2 separate regions of the Triticum aestivum genome follow, and region 1 is linked to region 2. A link is a contact called in public HiCAR-type data. All regions are on one chromosome and are shown on one strand. Each heading gives the region's core, a stretch centred on a gene start, on an enhancer-like site or on the middle of the called end of the contact. The rest is flanking DNA. Distances are from core to core; before and after follow the strand shown.

Region 1 (6,885 bases), core at 3,301-5,800, 350 kb before region 2:
ATGTTCGTGGAATGTACGTGGCCTTGGTGACCAGGACAAATGCTCTGACGTCCTCTCTGAACTAATCTCAATCAATCCGCATACCGCCCTAGTACAAGAGTCCAAACTTGACACGCTACCTGATCCGAAGCTAAGATCATTCATGCCTCATCAGCTTGATCAAGTATTCTCCTTACCAGCTGTAGGCACTGCGGGCGGCACCATCTCCGTCGTTAACCCCGCCTTGTTTCAGGTGATCTCCTTCTCACACCTCTCTTTCTCCTAAACCCCGATCTTGCGCTCAACGACAACTGACCGTAACGTAGCCATCACTAACATTTACGCCCCCTCCTCACGCGCTCTCAAGCAACAATTCCTTGATGAACTGTTAGCTATCGCCCAACCAGATGACTCGCCCTGGCTACTCGTCGGTGACTTCAACCTCCTCCGTTTCCCCTCGGACAAAAACAATGATGCGTTTAGACAGACAGAGGCCAACGCCTTCAACCAAACTATTGATGAGCTTGCCCTCATCGAGTTACCACTTCTAGACCGCCAATTCACTTGGACTAACAATAGAACCACACCCACCCTAGAACGCATCGACCGCGCCTTCTTCAACTTAGCTTGGGTTGATGCCTTTCCCAACTCCTCCCTCACATCCCTCACGCGTTTCACGTATGATCACGTCCCCCTCATCATCCATGTCACCACAACAATCCCGCGCTCAAACTTCTTTAAATTTGAACCTGATTGGGCCAAATTGCAACCCTGCCGAGATATAATCTCCTCGGTTTGGGCCTCACATCGGCCCACTTCACCGCCCAATTCTGCCGCCTCCCTTGCCACACTGCTCAAACATACTCGGGCCGCGCTCAAAAAATGGGCTCGCTCGCGCATTCCCGCCCCCTCCGTGAATCTTGCTGCAAAATTGCCATCTCTGCCCTCGACCACGTAGAAGAATCTAGGCCTCTCTCCCCACCAGAACAACTCACACGTAAGATCATCGTTTCTCTCCTAAAAAGCACCATTCTAGAAAAAATGTCTTACTGGAAATGGCGTGCCAAAGTGTCCCGAGCAATTCATGGCGGTGAAAACTCTAAGTTCTTCCACATGTCTGCCTCACAACGGCTTCGAAAAAACAAAATCTTCTCCCTCACTCGAGATGGCTCGGTTTTTACCTCGCATCACCAAAAAGCTGAGACATCCTGCGAGAATTTTTTGTCACGCTCATCGGCTCTACTGTCTCCACGACTTGGCCTTTTGATCTCGCGTCGATCTATCCTCACCCCGTACCTGGTCTTCATGCCCTTGACGCGCAATTCACCGAAGATGAGATCAAATTGGCCTTTTTCCAAATGAACCCACAAGCAAGCCCTGGCCCCGATGGTTTCGGCCCATCCTTCTATAAAACCTTCTGGCCCTCTATCAAACAGGAAATACTCTCCTTTTTTGCACAATTTCATCAAGGTGTGGCAGACACGGAGCGCCTAAACCGTGCCCACACTGCTCTCCTTCCAAAATCTGCCTCCACAACATCACCTAACGCCTTCAGACCAATATCCTTGCAAAACTGCCCGGTCAAAGCTGTTGCCAAGGTCCTAACTTCGCGCCTCAAACCCTTCATCCCTCATCTTGTCCATGGTAATCAGACTGGTTTCATTACCGGTAGGAACATTGCTGAAAACTATGTCTTTGCAGCAGATCTTATCAGCTCTTGTCACTCTCGCAAACGCCCAACCATGATCTTCAAACTTCACTTCAGGAAGGCCTTCGATTCGGTTGCTTGGAACGCCCTAGAAAAAATTCTGGCTGTCCGTGGTTTCTCCCAAACTTTTCGTAGTTGGATTCAAAACATTCTCCATACTGGCAAGACTGCCATCCTCCTAAACGGCATTCCAGGTCGCTGGATTCCATGTAAGAATGGCCTGCGCCAGGGAGATCCGGCCTCCCCCTACCTCTTCTTAATTGTCGTCAATCCGCTCCAGCAACTTATCCTCCAAAACCCCGATCCCGATCTCCACCACTCCATCTATACCCACCTGCCCCCCACCATTCTCCAATACGCCGACGATACATTGATCATCGCAGCCGCCTCCCCCGCCGCCGCTGCCACACTCAAAAAAATCCTTCAGAATTTTGCTCAGGCTACTGGCCTCACCATAAACTTCTCCAAAACCACCCTAGCAACCCTGCACGCAAATGAAAACCTAGCTGCCAGCACTGCCCTCGCCATGGACTGCACGCGCCCCCCTTCCTCAAACCTACCTTGGACTCCCCCTCGCTCCGACCAAGCCTCCATCCAATGCCTTCGCCCCGTTGATTGAACGATCCCGAAAACTTCTCACTGGTTGGCATGCCAAGATCCTGGACAGGGGCGATCGACTCATCCTCATCTCGGTCGTCCTTGACTCCATCCTTACATACTTTATGTCTGTCTTTCGCATCCCCAAAAAAACCCTAAAAATCATTGATTCCCTGAGAAGATCCTTTTTTTGGGCTGGTGAGGATGCCTGCTCGGGCGCAAAATGCCTGATTGCGTGGAAAAACGTTTGTACGCCAAAAAAATTCGATGATTTAGGGCTGAAAAATCTACAGGTTCAAAATAATTGTCTCCTAATGAAGTTTGCTGTCAAAGCTCTCTCATCCACATAATCACCCTGGTTAGACTGGCTAGAGCTGCAACACCCCACTGCCCTAGTCTCCTCGGGCCCCCAAACCTCCTTTCTACGCCGCACGATTTCTCAACAAATCCCAACCTTACAGTCAATTTCCTTTGTTTTAACAAACAGTGGAACGCATACTTACTTCTGGTTAGACACCTGGCTCACCCCAAAACCCCTAGCTACCACCTACCCACACCTCTTCTCACACTCAACACTACAGCTGGTAAAAGTGGCTAACATCTTGTGTTTCGATATCGAAACAAACGTCCGTAATCGTCTCTCTCTCACAGCAGAAACAGAGCTGGTCTCGCTTTTGGCTGTTTTGCAGGACCTCGTGCCTTCGTCGGAGGAAGATCAACGGTTCCTCCTACAGGGTCATGACTTCTCCACCAAGCAGGCTTACGACACCATTATGGCAAGGCCAGAAACGGACCTCATTGCTCCCCTCATCTGGAACACCAAGGCTCCTCGCAAGACAAAGATCTTCGCTTGGCTTCTCTTCAAAGATCGCCTAAGCACCGCCCTGAATCTTGCCCACAAGAATATAATCTCCTCGGACTTATGCGCACGATGTGCTACGCTACCGGAAGACTCCATTCACCTCTTCATCACATGCCCCCTCGCCAACAGAATTTGGCATCAAGTTGGTGTTCTGCCACAGGATGATGACCTTAATGAACTTTGGGACGTTCCACTACCTCAACACCTGCCCAAGAACGCATGGCCCTTCGTCCTGCTCTCGCTACTCTCCAGCATTTGGGCCGCGCGAAATGACATGCTCTTTAGAAATGTTGATCAATGTTCTGTAATAACAATTAGAAACCTAGTATCAGATTTGGATCTCTGGTCACACCGTCTTGTTGATACGGGTGATAAGGAGGATGTCTTCTCGTGGCGTTCCTACCTCTCTGCACGATGCACTGTGCCTCTGCTGTTTCTTCAGCCGTTTTAAGCAATATATTCAGGTGGGGGAGCTCCCGTGATTCTAAAAAAAAAAACTACCTAGCATACGTATGAGCATCTGCGTCTATAATGTATTAAAAAAATATGGCGAAATTGATCTAAAGACACATGCAAGTTTCCCTGGTGTCTGCCTGGGATAATGATATGACATTACGGCGAACGGTGCCTCTGGGATTACCTCGTAGGTCAGGCAAATTCACATCGTTTCTCTGACCTTGGAGATCCCTCTGGCTGCTTTCTTTGAATCTTTATCTCTTGCCACAGAAGAGTCGTCCCTATCAATCCTTAATTTGACAAAAGGGCCGCCCCGTGATGCATGCAACCCATCCCATCGGGTTAATTATCAACGAGGCCGCCCCGTGATGCACGACGTACCTATGACGATGATGCCCCGTTACCGGGTGGTCGGCAAGCACAGTCGTATCTCAGAACTGATCAAGCCGACCAATCTACTCGTAGGTCGGAAGGAAAAGTACTGCAGATAGACACGTAATTATGAAGTCAGAAAAGAAGGAACAGCACCGACGAGAAACAGCGAAAGAGACCACAGACAGGTCAGGGCGCCGGTGCAGTCGATCGCAGCCATCCACCGGGGGATCAGTCGTCCCACGCGTCCGTGCTGGCCGCGGGCCCCGCCGGCGCCACGAGGGACACGTTCCCGAGCAGCGCAGCAGCAGATCCCACGTCCGCGCCATGATTGGGAACACCGATGAGCCGACCCCGGATAAAGCCGCGATCGAGTGCATCGGAAGGGAAGGTATCCAATCTGTCTTATTTTTTTTCTTGAAAAAACAATATACGATCTGCCATTTGATGTAAGTATATATTTTAAGCGAGGGAAACGGCGCGGCAGCCAATGGGCGCGGCTCTGGATCTCGCCATCGTCTCTAGCGTCTCTTTCTTTTATACCGCCACCTGACTTGTGACTTGTCCCGCCTTCTTCTCCCTCCCTCCCTCCCTCCACTTTCTCCACGGGCTTCCGTACGCCCTGCGCCTTCTGGTTGCGGGTCTCGTACTCTTCCGTCTCCGCCATCGTTTCCCACAGGAGAAGCAGAAGCAGGGGAGGAGGCTGCCCTGCCCTTGATCACGAGAGCAGCAGAGCAGGCGATTCTTCGCGGTGAAGGGGCGCCGGGTCCAATCAGGTAATCTTGAGCTTCATCTTGAGCCATGTTGCGCTGCTCGTTAATTTGCATTCCCTTCCTTCTCGTTTCCCGTCCAAACTTGCCGTTACTTCGGAGTTAGGACATGGGTGGTGGATAATGATGGAGCAAGCATGTTCATGCCGGGACCATGCTCATTGATTCTCGGAAGAGCAGTATGCTATGTACTCCTTTCTCCGACAAGTATTCCCGGATGGAAGGAATAGATGCTGGTAGTCTTTTGAATTAGCTATGGCGATGGGTGTGGCTACAAGTGTTCTACGTACGTCCACTAAGAACTACTAGTACCGCTTAATTTCTCCCAACAACAGAAATAACGGCAAACAAACACAAGGCCAGGCTCGGTCCCGACGTGGCAGCCACACCCGTTCATGGCCTTGGCGTGACGTCAAATTGTGATAGGAAAGCATATGGAGCACAAAATCTGAACAAAAAAGAAAACTACATGGTCTCGTTTTCTCTCCCCAGGAGATATATCAGACATCACGGTTTAGAACCCTTAGATCATACTCCCCCTGTCTCAAAGTGTCAAAAACGTTCTTATATTATGGAACGGAGGAAGTAAGTGTTAGACCATGTAGCACTCGTTCTGCTGCTGGCTCTACTACACATTGCAGCACGGACGTTCTGCAAGTTACAGTAGTGCCCTTTTTGTAGCATTCTGTTGGCCTGCTTATTTGATCGAACCTTGTCATAACATGTACTGTACCGAGCAATGGATTAGCTGAGTTCGTAGAAGTATTAAAAAGAGACAGTAGGATGCGATTACTCCTAACTCTCTTTTGAGCGACTATTCTTGTCCTCTTGTCCACATGTGGGAAGGATAAAGATGAAGATGAACGAAACGGTCCGCTGATTGATCGATCCGGAAAGGTAACTGGAGGATCGAGTTAACAATGATGAGATGAGCCGTGAGTGGGCGGCAAAGCTGGCCGCGACGTGTGGACTCGAACCCTATTCTTCTCTTGTGGGCGTTGGAAAGAAAGATCTCGAGCCCGATTCGTCCCGTCGAAGCGGGAATGCACTGCCTTTACACGTGCAGTAGTTGGGAGGCCGCTAGGAGTACTAGTTGGTGTGTATGGCTGCCAATTTGACCTTGTTTTTAGGACTCTTTAATTTAAATAGAGATCGACAGGTGTGCAAGAATGGGACTCCATCTCTTTTGTGCTAACACGGGACGTAGAAAATGGCTTTTGCTTCTGTTAGGGGATGGCTAAGATGGACTCGTACGTGCGTGACGTTGTAATGGCAGTGAACAGTGATCTCAACCCATGTCGCCACAATAACTAGGAGTATACCTCCTCTCCGGTTGGCTTGATTTCGGTTTGGCGCGAAACCAGTCCAGACCCATACAAGAGACAGACAGCCGGCGTCTTTATCTGAACAGTACCTCTCTCGCCTGCACCGGATATCACCGGCAAGCTAGGCGGGCCCACCAGCGCCCGTTGTTTTCTTCCCTACCGGTGGGCATCGTCAGCTTCACATATTTTCTTTTCTTTTCCGTTTAGTACCTGGCAGAGAGCACCTGATAATTAGGTGGGGAGCGGCCGGGGTACGAGTAGGTCGGGAGAAATCATGTGGCGCACGCACGTGAACGGCTCCCCCGCCATTTTCGTCGGGTCGCCGCGACAGCAGCGTCGCTCGCTGGCCGTGGCCGGCCAAATTTCCGTAGGCCGGCGTGCGCGTGCAGGGCCGCCCATAAAATGCGCAGCGCTTGTCCGCTGGCCCTCGCTGGTTCGCCAGCGCGATGGCTCTTCCGTTTCCTGCTCCATCAGTTTCGGAAATTTTCTTGTTCTTCTCGCAACAAAACAAAAGAAAAGAAATAAATTCCCACCAGAAAAAACCCGAAGGATTCGCCGTTGAGTTTCTGTCAAAGTCACGTGGAACACGTGTGTTCCAGACGGATCTAAGACTTTTTTTCCCAGATTTTTTCACATGCTGTAGATGGAAGAAGCGCCACTGATACGATTTGTGCCTGATTTAATCTCCCGTGCCCTTCCTATTATTTATTGTTTCGCGCTTTCACTCACTACCATTTCTGTCGCTCACGCGCCTCCCATAAAGCGCAGGGACCCAAGGAGGGAAGAGGAGGCAAGCGTCAGCAAGCAGCAACAGCG
Region 2 (7,251 bases), core at 1,864-4,363:
CAATAGCATGTAAGCTCATAAAATTTCCAAAAGTAGCAAATGAGGGCAATGGCATGATCATAAATCCCAAGGTAGAATGTTTATACTTTTAACATAGGGACTCGCATTTCTTGCATATAAGCTCTTGCTTATCTACAATTATCTGCCGACATCAACTATTCCATTGGGATGGTCATGCAGATGTAAACCCAAACAGGGGGGAAACAATCTCATAACCACCAAGAAATGTCTGAGAAGATTGTATTACTAGCTTGTTCACCACACTGCCCAAATAAAGTCCCAGATAAAATGAAAGAAAAGGTATATCAAGTTATCAACAATCTGGGATCTTGATATGTTAACAAGTGTGGAAGGTTGTTGAAAAGAAAATCCTGGAGGTTGCATTATTGTGATGAAAATTGTAGGTGCCCTTGTTTGTGATGTAATCCTGTTTATATGTCTACCAGGCCGTGCTTATGACTAAATGTGGGCCCTGAGTCATAGCCTTATGTGGTCAGAAGAGCACTTTAAACCACTGCAATCCAGAAGTTCTATAAATCTCATGTTAACGTACCATTTGTAGTTCCGGTTTGTCCAATGGTATTGCAGCCCAATTCTTTGCAACAATCCACTATCCTTCAACTTGCTAAATTCACCTTCAGATGGAAAAGTTATATGCAGTGATGACACATTCAGCTGAAATGCAGCAGAAAACAAAAGATTGTCAATTCGTCCAGTGGATCGGAGGGTTTCCACCTATTTAAGAGTCACAGAAGCTATCAATGAAATAAAAAATGCATAGGCAAATTACATGCTATTATAACATTGTATACCCCAAAATCGAAATTAGCAAACACCATGAAGATTCAGCAGGTCTAAAGAGACTCTGACTATAAAACTCTCATTACTCTCATTCACTTATCGCTGTTAGACAATTCAATAAAGACAAAGCATTGATTTCGAAACATTAGCTGCAAGAAGACAACAGAGCCTTCCAATTCAGTGAACTAAACCTGGTGGCCTGTTGTATTCATTGGAAATGGCAACAAAACTAGAGTAAATGAAAAGACAACTGATTCATAAATTGATGAATAATGATTCCTATTGAGTATCAAAATGTCATATTGCCATTGCCATATGAAGCAAAGCACAACCATACAATAGCATTTTGTAACTTTTGCTACAATTATTCGGTAGCCAAGAGACTGTTAACAATATATTGCTAGAATTCTGACTTCACTACCTTGGTAGCCAAATTCTTCAAAGCTTTTACTAAAGCATCAAAAACTTGATCCCGGTAGGATGTATCCCGAAGTAATATTCTTTGACCAGTTACTGGAGTAAAAGGGACACAAGACTGCAACTTTGGATAGTATTCAAGTCCATAGCTGTGGTAAGCTTCCGCCCATGACTGATCGAATACAAACTCACCCCTAGAATGGCTGCAAATGCACATTGTGGTCGTTCAGCCAATGAATGAGATGAAGGGAAGTGTACAGAAATTAGGGAAACGGTAGATGATATTGTGTTAATGATGTTAAACCTTTTAAGGTAAAGCGGAACAACACCTAAAATATTTTCGCTCTCGTCCCGTGCAACAACATGCAGAGGTAACCACCCTGTTTCCTGAAATCAGTACAAGACATGACATTTCAAGGAGGCTCATAACAATTATAAATTGTAGGGCCCATGCTTATCGGGATAGAACAGAAGTTAGAGATATTAGGTATTGAAATTTCTGGGAGTATATTAACACGAATAAATGAACCATGAAATGAGTATAAAGTCTGATAGTGGGTGTACGGAATCAAGAAATGGTGCTTTATATGCTCACCTTCACTGCAGAACCTGATTCCTCTAAGCTCGAGAGAAATGCATGTGTAAGAAAAGGATTAAACTTTTCAGGCTCAACTGAATCAACTGCACATGCATCCCATTCTGCCGGAGGTATGTCCATGATAGAAGAGACAACAGAAATCGATACCTCACGTGGCTTCATGTCCACCTAAAATCAAGAAATGGTTAAGAAAGCCATGAATCAGGGGCACAAGTCCTGGAAAAAGAGTTGACTCAAGAAACACAGAAACACCTCTGAGGCTGACCCTGTGAGAGTGTACGATTCAGCAGAAGGGATCAGTTCACGAGTTCTCGAATATCTATCTCCCTTGATCCACCCAAAAAGTGCAGTAACTTTTAACCGTGAAGCCGAGCTTGGGGAGCCCATGTTGGAAGGTGAATACTCCTGCAAATCATTGTGGATGAAATGAATAAGCAAAGGCTTGGGAACAGAATTTGGCACAAAATAAGAAACATTACACAGGACAAGAATTACACAAATTCCAGAATGGATATCATTTGTAGACTGGGGTGAGGAAGTTGCGCAAAGCCGGATTGGAGTGTGTACATGATTCATTTCTCTAATGTTTAATAGAACACCGTGTTCATAAGGGTGTAGATACTTAAATCGTTAACAGTCATCATATCGGTATTGGTTTCATGTATATATAAAAATGTGACAGGAACAACTCTCTAACTGCCAGTTCACCAGGCTTATTATCACACAAACCAAATCCTACCAATCTTAAGCTTAAACGTAATGGTCCTGTCCGCTCACTTCAAGTGGAGCTAATCCAAGAGCAACCGATTCCCTTAAGTTACTGACTCGCCAACGGTGCGGCAGTCAAACTCTGCTGGACTAGCTGGATCGCTCCAAGAGGATTTGACATTCCATAATCGAAGCTCAGAATTCCGCCATCAAAGCGCGGAAATTATTAGGCCGGGACACCAGATCAGAACGCGCAGATACGGTACGGGCCTAAACAATTTCGGCAGGCGGGCGCCACGAGAGCGACGGGAGTGGGCACTCACGTGAAGGCGGGGACGGCGGCGAGGGGCGGAGGCGAGGACGGTGGGGGACGGGCGCCGCATCGCCACCGCCGGCGAGGCCATCGCTGCCTGCCTCCGACTACTCGGAGCTCCGTGGGGGCGTGGACAGTTTCGGGGGAGGGGGCGAGCAGTGGGTGTGTGTCACTGACACCTGGGCCCAGTACTCAGGGTTTCTGTATGGCTATGGCCGGGCATCCACCGGACGGCGGCCACAGAGCGTGTCGTAAAATCTGTAGCCACGTGGCAAATTCCTGAACGATGAACCGCTGTGCTTCCCGTTTTATCTTCTCTTCGGTTTTTTTCCTCTCAATTCCTTTCGTAAAGATTACTTTACAGTCCCTCTAAAGGAAACGTCAATCTAGGATTTCTTTTTGCAAGGAAATTATGGAGGCGATGTCACGACATTGGTGGAGTGACGAGGAAAACCAAAAACATATACACTGGTTTGCCTAGTGAAAAATGTATGTCCCTAAAGGAAAGAGTTATGCGGTTTTGAGATATTGTGTACTTTAACAGGACCCTACTGGGAAACAAGTTTGGCGTCCTATCGAGAATAACCTATTTTTTGTCGCAAAAAGAAATAACTCATTTTTGTATGTCAAAGTTCTACGCCCTATATATTTCCAGATGGTAAATTTTGATGCAACCTTGACAAACGGTTTATTTTATGTTTGGCACAACATATGATATGAAATCCAAACCTTCAAAAAAAGGCTACATGTGAATTATGGAAGGTAGAAGATGACGAAAATATACATATACAGAATATCCTTCGATCCCCTCGAGCAATTCAAGGAAAAGTCATGGCGAAAATATACTCACCAAAGCCCACGAACTGATTTACCCTTGCACTAGAAGGTGGGATAAAGGAAATAATAGAAGTGAGAGGAGACTCCCTAGACAAAATCAATTAGCACGACGCTAGATTCGTGAACGGCGCAGCAACAGCTGTCGCCAGCGATCTTTGGTCCCCTCGCCTCCGGCTGCCATCTTAGCGTTGCGAGCTAGGGGGACTTCGCATCTTCAAGATTTTTATGTTCCTCTTCAACGTCTAGTGATCTTTGTATTTTGTCAGAATAAAAGTACTATCGTTCTTTTGGCGGTGCTATGAAGTTAAGAGTTTTCTGTCCTTGCACATCCGATTATTTGGATCTGATGAGTTTATGTTGGTGTGTGAAGCTTTTTTAGTTGGTTTGACTAGAACAATGCCCGTGCGTTGCAACGGGATATAAATATTCTAGTGCGTTAGCTTGTGATTAAGGTAAGTAAATTACCTTAATTTACTTACCTTCTGAACCAATTCCACTTTAATTTACTTACCTTCTGAAGCAATAGCGATGCCTCCAAGGTATCCACCCGTACGAGGAGTAGCATTGGGCGACGGACTGCTAGGTTGGTAAGTAAATTAATACCTTAATTTACTTAAGGTATCCACCCGTACGAGGAGTAGCATCGGGCGGTGGACTGCTAGGTCTGGTCGCAAGGCATAGGGGCATCGGAAGTGGCGGCGGTTGTGGTAGGGAGAAAAATATCAAACATAAAATGTGCACCCCACTCCCCTTTATATACACCTCCGACGTGGGCTCAACACTTGGCCCACTAGGAGTCCACACCAATTTCCACTCGGATCCAATCTAAATGGGCTCCTGCCTAGTGTGCGACCTTTTTCCAAACCGTGTTGCTCACGAGTTAGCTAGTATGATTAGGGTTTGTGGACGAAGAATCCTCCTGGTTTATTACCAGTTGGTTTTTGAATGATGTGTCTTTTTTTAACTTAAATGATGTACCCTAGTTTGCCCCGTTCCTAATGCAGTGCATATTTGAGAAGTCAACTTTGCAAATTTTGATCAAGTTTATAGAGAAAACTATATATATCTATAATATCAAAAATATAAAAACAAAACTACATCTTATGACGAATCTAATGACATATGTTTGGCTTTCTACATGTAATTGTTTTCCTCCACAAACTTGGTCAAAGTTTGTGAGGTTTGAGTTTTCAAAAAATCTATATGCATTACATTATGGAACGGAGGAAGTGTGAAATAAAGCTAAGCCATGATGACATTTCCTAAAAGAACCTAGGTTTTTTTTTTCTTTCTTCTTTCACTTCTTTTCTTGTCCTCTTATTTTTTATTGCACTGCACATGCTCCAATGCAATGTTTTGCATGGGGCAAAAGATAGAAAAAACTGCCAAGAGAAATTCTGTGGCATTCAAATCATAGAGTAATCAGAAACCTTGGTTGCAGCAGTAAGCAAAATAACAGTACATTGTGGCCTTGATTGTCATCTTGTATATAGTTACATACAATTATGCATCTCTTGTCAGATGGCTACACAATAACATTAGTATCTGTAAAACTTGTTACATTCAAGATACAAAAAAAAAGGAGACCCATACGGACTAGCCCCTACGACAATTTGTTAAGAAAAATTAAAATCAGGCACACACACCCTGCGGAACACAAGGCTCGGACGATGGTGAAAGGCTGGGCGGGCAGCCGGTAGCGCATCACTAGCCAACTGGTCGACGCCTAGTTCCCACATTCAAGATACACGAACTACGAGTTGCCCAAATTCCTATGTTCTATTTCGTTGACAGCACATTTCACAGAAATTTATTTGCCGAACAACGGAACTTGATGGAATGGTTTCAGTCTTGCACAGGTTTACCCGCGGCGAAATTTAGGGCGAACAGAGAAAACACCAGGCCTCTGCTCCTCAAATCGGTACCCATTTTCAATAAGGAAGCCCCTGACTGCAGCAGGCAGTGAAGCCTGTCCTTTGCTGTGCCTGCCAATCCCTGTAAGATGCAAAACAATAAGATCTCACTATATCTGGTGTTGCTTACACAAGGTACGGCTACAAAAGAGTAGTGATGCCCTCATGTGGCAGTGATTGGGGTAACAAGAAGTTTCGAGTAATTAACAAATAAGTTAATAGAGGGCAATATATTACCTGTGATCACCTCTAAGACAGACTGTCTAGGGCGAAGAAACACCACCACTTTCTCTGCTGCAACCTCATTTGGGACAGCAATTGTGGGTTCAGACTTATCTAATTCATCAGTTGAAGTTGGATTATTCCCTGGTGGCTGGAACTCTAACATGTGAAGATGCCTCTCCAATGCAGTTACAGCCTCTGATGCATGTAGACCATGCATGTCTATCTTCCAAATGTTATTGTTGCTGTTCCTGAGATGAAATATTTCTTCTGCTGCCTTATTATTTAACTTTTCAGCAGCCAACCGCTCTTCTTGAGCTCTGAGGGAGAGTTCCTTGGCAGCAGCATGGTCACCTCTGAAGAATGCATTGCTGGCAGCCTGAGAATGCTTTGTGGCAGCCCTATGACCAAAAGGAAATACAATGGGTCAGTTTCACACGAAAAGACTCAACGTCAGGAGTGCGGCACATTCAAGGGGTCAAAGTTAGCTAATCTTGTCTCTCAGATTCTGACCATCATGCTGATGCAAGATACTCTATGAGTTACAGAAGTATGTTGCTACGAAAGTTTGCATTTATTCGACCTACATTTGTCTGGGTTTGCATGAATGCAGCCTACTCTGATATGCATAAGCTAGTGAAACCCATAACAAATACAAGGATTTGCAATATACCTCATCATCTTCAATGCATCTTTCCGGTGGTTTAAGTAATCATCATCAAACTCTTCTAATTCAGGCTCCTGGGGTATAGAGATTAAATTCATTTGCGGTGGCAACAGTTGTGATTCATTTGAATGTTTATTCTCTGCTATAGTGTTTCCTGACACTGAACCATGTGCTTTATTCATCTCAAAAGGAGATTGACCAGTTGTTCTACCCTCCCTTGGCAGAAAGTCAGGAGCGACCATGGATTTCAGCAAAACAGATGACTGGCCAACATCATTATCCACGCCAGCCAATATGTCCTCAATTAAATTACTGTCGGCCCAACTATGAGCATCCTTCAGGAGCTTAATTTTGTTACCAGATGCAGAGTTTACACCAGAATTTGTTCTCACCATGTGATCAGTCAAATGCCTATTTCCATTTTCATTACCAACAACTGCAAATTCAACAGGGGGGCGAATCACTGATGCAAAAGGCTTTGCCTTTGGCATATTATTATTTCCTATAGCTGAGCTGCTGGCAGAACTGGAGCCTCTAGAACCCGAGAGAGCAGGAAATGAGTTGACATCAACATCATCGCCTCCATCAGCTGTGCCACGCAACCTGTGATCGAAAGCAGCCCACCCCGAATTGGGGATCTTCGGCCTATACATGTTTACAGTTGACAGCCTTCTTGAATGGCCTTATTTTAGCTTAAATAGGTAAGACCCCAACACTCGCCGAAAGGACGCTGGGTAGTGGGTCTCCTTTGTTTTACTTCCTTCAACCAATCGAG

What was found. HiCAR-type assays count read pairs that join an accessible place to other places.
Region 1: a HiCAR-type map of leaf shows a contact between it and region 2, with 3 times the contacts expected there. The contact joins the promoter of LOC123053389 here to the promoter of LOC123053387 in region 2. A contact is called at or near these places in 2 of 5 Hi-C or Micro-C datasets (both in leaf) and 1 of 1 datasets of contacts at active chromatin or transcription factors (leaf).

The regions. Positions count from the first base shown.
Region 1 is chr2D:397,405,096-397,411,980 of IWGSC CS RefSeq v2.1, reverse strand. LOC123053389 (chloride channel protein CLC-c) reads left to right here and starts at 4,550. Exons shown (of 8, transcript XM_044476861.1): 1 at 4,550-4,750; 2 at 6,838-6,885.
Region 2 is chr2D:397,058,090-397,065,340 of IWGSC CS RefSeq v2.1, reverse strand. LOC123053387 reads right to left here and starts at 3,113. Exons shown (of 12, transcript XM_044476858.1): 1 at 2,848-3,113; 2 at 2,069-2,221; 3 at 1,814-1,984; 4 at 1,523-1,605; 5 at 1,223-1,421; 6 at 554-675. The coding sequence starts at 2,928. LOC123053386 reads right to left here. Exons shown (of 6, transcript XR_006425554.1): 4 at 6,483-7,251; 5 at 5,825-6,210; 6 at 5,089-5,669.